2 separate regions of the Mus musculus genome follow, and region 1 is linked to region 2. The links are chromatin contacts, called in public HiChIP or PLAC-seq maps. All regions are on one chromosome and are shown on one strand. The core of a region is the stretch at or near the end of the contact, and the rest is flanking DNA. Distances in the headings are between cores, read along the strand shown.

Region 1 (2,700 bases), core at 19-2,518, 490 kb after region 2:
CCCCCCCTCTCTTTGTCTCTCTGGATGTTTTTATCATAAAAGCTCCGTTTAAGCAGTGATGCAGATCTAGGAGGGGTGAGAAAAGGAAATAAGATGGGAGATGACATCCAGAGAAGGACGTTGAATGGTCATGTTTTGAACAAGCAATGAGCAGCAGGAAGAGAACCAGAGAGAAATTATGTCACAGAAACCTGTAGCAAGGGCGCTGACATGATTGTATGGCTTTGAATAAGCTTCCTTTCTCAATAACAAAGGAGCAGTAATCCTTTACTGAAAAGAAAATGCATATAGCAGCTGGCTAATGCCTCCCCTACCTAAGTCCACTTAATTCTTACACCATCCTCCTGAGGTAGACATTTGAGTTCTAATTACAGACAAAGAAAACACACCTCACAGAGGGAAGAGACATGTTCAAATAGGGCCAAGCATGACTGAACGTAAAGCAGTTGATCTGAGACATTCTACTTCTAGGACGCGACCAAGTCCATCCCACACTGACCAGCAATGAACTACAGATCCATCTGCACCCAACTGAAAGAACAATCATCTCTCTATGAAAGCATCCAAGGGCTGGGGAAGATATTGTTAGATACTGGAACCTGGAACCAAGCTAAAGAAATCGATTCTTCTGGCTTGGGAGAAGAAAAAAAAAAGACAAAACAAAACACTAAAACTTAAGGTTTTCAACTCCATTTAAATAAGCAAATGGGTCACAATATCATCCCTGTGACTTGGCCTTGGAACATGGAAAGTATGGATAAATAATGAGTTGTGAGTTACTTCTATAAACAGGAGTCTTCCGCAACTGCCTTTTATAAGTTGTTAGCTCTCTGCTTCTCTAAAAGCCCCAGGGCCAGAAGCTTTTCTGTGGCCTGAGAGTCAACCCTTCACAGTAAGGAAAGCATCAGAATGTATTGTTTTTATTTAGCTGTCCTGGGAGGTAGCTTTGTCCTCTCCCAATGCTACCTCCATCTCACTGTATCAACCACTTCCCTTTGAATCTGGAGAACAGGAATTTGATAGGGCACAGAATTTAAATTAGCTAAACCAGAGAGATCCAGACAGAACCAAGAAATTCTGGGAGTTAACCATCATACTTCTTTGATCTCAGTAAGTTCAGCCCGGTTGTTTGTTTAAAGACTTCGCAGGACTGACTGGACTTTCCAGGGAGCCCAAGTTTGTTTCCCTTCGTTTGTCTGATACCACTCTGCTTTCCAGAGAGGAGAAATGAAACCAAACCAAACAGGGTTGTCAGCAAAAAGCAAGGCACATTATAACTTCAACTTTTGAACCAGCTTTGCAAAGGTTCCTAAATTGAGCAATAGTGGCCGTTCAGTGTTCAGCATGCTCACACCTTGTTTTTCATTTAAACATACTATTTAAATTTATAATGTTACATGGTATTTAAATCTTCTTTTAAAGAATTAACTAGTTCCATTCTAATAATGTTTAAATGTCTCCCGTATTGTGAGTGAAGTGTTCCTTTTTCCCTAAAATTTATATTACATCTCAGACATGGGCTTTTGAGGTGAGTGATTGCATTTAGATGATCCCATGACAAGTTCGAGAGTAGAGTGTGCTTCACTCGGACCACAGCGGGGAGTTTTGTTCACTGTAGTCTTGCAGGTGAGCCAGTGACCAGTGGTTGGAAATTTGTTGACTCAGGTCAAATCCCACAGTAAGGCAAAGGCTCTGGTGGTATGATAACGCACCTTCATGTGTTTCAGACGTGGTCCATTGACTCTTACCTGGATCCTAAGATAAGGGACACATTAACTAATTAGAAAAGTGCTTTTATCTAAAAATTGTTTATTACACCTCCTTTTTCCTACCTAAAGATTAAGTACACACACACACACACACACACACACACACAGGCAGAGAGTGAGACAGAGGTAGAGGAAGGGGAAACAGACAGACAGACAGATGCACACACACAATATACACAGGGGGTCGGGGGGAAATGTCTAGTGTCTAGTTTATCTTCCAAAGTTAGACTTATGTCCATCACAAGATGCAAAACAAGAAAAGCAGGTAATTAAAGCATGTAAACTTCATGAAGAAAAATCCTACTGTGTGCTTAGAGGAAGTAGGCATTGGATTTGGTAGTCTCTGGGCTGTGTACAGGAAGTAACAGCTCAGCCAAGAAGCAGACCAAGCATCTTAGTCAACTAATACAGGCCACCCTGGATTATCTCAGGAACATTTAGAGAAAGTTTTTTGTGTAAAATAAATTTAGAGTGAGCAGTAGAGGATGGAAATATTGTAATGATATCACTTTACATGGGAACAAAAATGACTGTGGTTCTATTTATACCCAAGGTCTGTGAAACAGAAGAAAATAGGATTCAGGCAGTAAGAGATTTTCTATCTATTTGCTAACTGGCTGCTACCTGGAGCCTAGTTAGCATGCGTGCAGACACACACATACACACACACACTCACAAAAACATCTATATTCTACTGAGGAGAAAAAATGTGGTATTTTTCTTCCTGCCATAATCCTATCTTATATCCCTCCACTGTCTCCTTATACATTTTTCTTTCTTTACAACTCTCCTTCTCTGTTCATGTCACACACACACACTTACATTTCAGCTGTCACATGATAGAAAGTATGTAATATATTTTTAAGTCTGTTTATTTTGTTTTAAAAGAACTCAGTTTGGGGAAATGCACAGGTGACTTAGTGGTTAAGAG
Region 2 (2,700 bases), core at 158-2,657:
TAGGAGAGGAAGAGGGGCCAGAACCACACAGTCCTGGGAGCCATAAATATTGGGGATTTCTTAGAACCATGATTAAATAATAAGTAGGGTATGTTTGTCCCATCTAGGTGTGAAGCTTGTGTTTATATCAATTGCGTTTTGAGTTTATTGTGCAAGCGTTTTGTGGGTTGAGAATTTACTAATATAAATCTGACTGATAAATCACAAGCCTCTAGAGTTTTGATTTTACCACCACGTTACCGGGATTTACCGGGATTTGTGACTGCTAACCACGGGGGGCGGGGTGGGGGTGGGGGCGGATGGCTGGGAATGTGAGTAGAATCTGCAGCAAGAGAACCACGAGATAGGCAAGATGGGTGGTCGCTGCACGGTGCTAGCTAGCCATGGAGGCTGTGAGATCGCCGGGGGCCGGAGAGTAGCTGGCGCCAGTGTGGGATGGCGCATTTTTATATTTCACGCTACAGGTTCTCAGTCGGTGGCACTGTTTGGGGGAGATCTAGGAGCTGCAGACTCTCTGGGAAGGGGATACATCACTGGGGGTGGGTTTTGAGGTTTCACAGCATGAAGCCACTCCCAGTTTGCTCTCCTTGCTTTGTGTGGAAGATGCGAGGCCTCAGCTTCCTGCCATCATGGAGGATGCCTATCCTGGCAAAGCCATAAGCCCAGGTAGATGGTTCCTTTTATAAGTTGCCTTGGTCATGGTGTTACCAGAGGAACACAACAGTGACTACTGCAGCAGATAAAGGCACTTGTTACTCAGCCCGACCACCTCAGTTTGATCCCCAATCCCGCATGGTGGAGAGAACTCTCACAAGTTAACGTTTGGCTTCTGCATGTATGACATGGCATGTATACCCATGCACATGTAAACAAACAAAAAGCAAGGTAAGGTCTCTAGATCAAACAATGCCTGAAGTTGACCTCTGGCTTCTACATACATGTATACATGCATGTGAACACTCATATGTATCCCACCAGGAGCAGATACCCCCCCACACACACACACACACACAACCTTCCCACACAGTATATATGATACTTACACACACAACCCTGAAACTCGTGTTATTCTTGCTAGAACCTCAGAGCCTTCAAGGGCTCAGAATCCTTTTCTTCTCTGCTGGAAAAATCCCCAAAGCCCTGTGTTCCGTGTTTCACAGCTGCTTTGGCCTTGGCCTCTTTCACCAAGTGAGCAGAGACTCTGGTTGTTCTCCATCCCCTCTGACCTAGAGGTTTCTGACCTTGGCTCTGTGGTTGTTATGCCTCTTCTGGTCCCAACCACGGTCCCCCCCATTCCGGGTTCTCTCTTACTTCCCAAGTTTTCTCTGAGACCTTAGCGCTGTTCATGTAGGACACTGCCTACTTTCCACTCTGAGGAACACGTGCCTCTTTCTCCTGACTTCTGATAAAAAGGAAGCAGAAGCCACACACATACAGGGCTTGATGCAGCTTCCCGGCCCTCGCTGTTGGGTCTACCTCTCGCCCTGTCTGAGTGATCTCCGTGTAGTTGTTTCAAATGACAGCCTTCTAGAGACAACCTTTCTGTTTTGAAATACTCTTTCCTGTTTGTAAACCAGCTTTCCTTAAAAGTGGGCTCCTGCCTTACACGAACTTATTCCACTTTAACAATAATGTCTTGTTTTCCTAGATTTTTTTTTTTTTCAAAACCCAAGAATTGAATTTTCAGAAACGCCAAACCGCATTTCATCCTGACTAATTTGTCCTGTGGGCTGGCTTCCTGCTGCAAAATCAGCACAGGGTTTTCTCCTTCTTTCTTTCTGTTTTTAGTGAGATAGGAGAGAATGATTTTTTTATTTTTTAAACAGAGACTCAGCTCCGCTTTTTCAGTAATCTAACTTAATCCTGCCACTCCATGGTGTCCCCAAGACGGACCTGGAACTAAATTTCAAACTTCTTTTCAAACTGGATGTGGGAGAACAGGTCTTCCTGCCTGGGGTGGGCAGACAGATGTGATTGCATTCCTGAACCCTGGGTCTGCTCTCTCAAAGTTATCTGTGAAGGGAAGGGAGTTAAATCCATGAGATTCAAACCCTCGCATCACCCAGGTTCCCCAATTAGCTGTGAGAACAGAGTCTGCCATCGTGTCTCAGGGTTATCTTGATTTTTCCGGGGAAACATCCTTGTGAATCTTAGAAGGCAGGGCTCTTGGCAGTCTTCCTTCTGGTCCCTATGGCTGCAGAGGTGGTAAGGGAAGTGTTGCGGAAGGCATCTCCTGCCAGGAGTGAAAAAAAAAAGGGACACAATTTTGTTTTGTTTCTAAATAAATACAATTTGTAACAGAGTGACGTTTAACTTAAATGAAAAAAGTTTTGTTTTTTTTTGTATCAGTTTTTAGGAATGTGTGCCACATGTGTGCAGGTGCCTGTGTAGGCCAGAAGAGGGCGCTATATTTCCACTGTCACTGGAGTTACAGGTGTTTGTGAGCCAACCACGAGATTTGGGTCCTGGAAACTGAACTCAGAGTCTCTTAAAGAGTAGCAGGTGTTCTTATTAGCTGAGCCTCCTCTCTAGCGTATCATGCACATATTGTTTTTGACAAGAGGATTTAGTATGCACTGTCAATTTGCATAGCACCCCGATGCTTGTATACAATGCTGATGTCTAATTTTGCTATCATACTGCTTTGTAAGATTTTTTTTTTCCTTTCATAACTCAGTCACGATGGCACACACCTTTAAT

What was found. HiChIP or PLAC-seq counts read pairs in DNA pulled down with a chosen protein or histone mark.
Region 1: an H3K27ac HiChIP or PLAC-seq map of microglia shows a contact between it and region 2, with 4 times the contacts expected there. The contact joins two enhancer-like sites. A contact is called at or near these places in 4 of 484 Hi-C or Micro-C datasets (cochlea, embryonic fibroblasts, liver and 1 more), 1 of 115 datasets of contacts at active chromatin or transcription factors (microglia) and 1 of 9 other capture datasets (embryonic stem cells).

Annotation. Positions count from the first base shown.
Region 1 is chr13:60,355,108-60,357,807 of GRCm38.p6, forward strand. No RefSeq gene overlaps it. Among named protein-coding and RNA genes, the nearest start is that of Gm35333, 78 kb to the right of the region's middle. Within about 2 kb of position 1,269, at least 8 of the 459 cell types and tissues checked have an H3K27ac peak or open chromatin away from gene starts, as enhancers often do. A contact at or near this core is called in microglia, where this site is marked.
Region 2 is chr13:59,866,039-59,868,738 of GRCm38.p6, forward strand. No RefSeq gene overlaps it. Among named protein-coding and RNA genes, the nearest start is that of Tut7, 44 kb to the left of the region's middle. Within about 2 kb of position 1,408, at least 5 of the 459 cell types and tissues checked have an H3K27ac peak or open chromatin away from gene starts, as enhancers often do. A contact at or near this core is called in microglia, where this site is marked.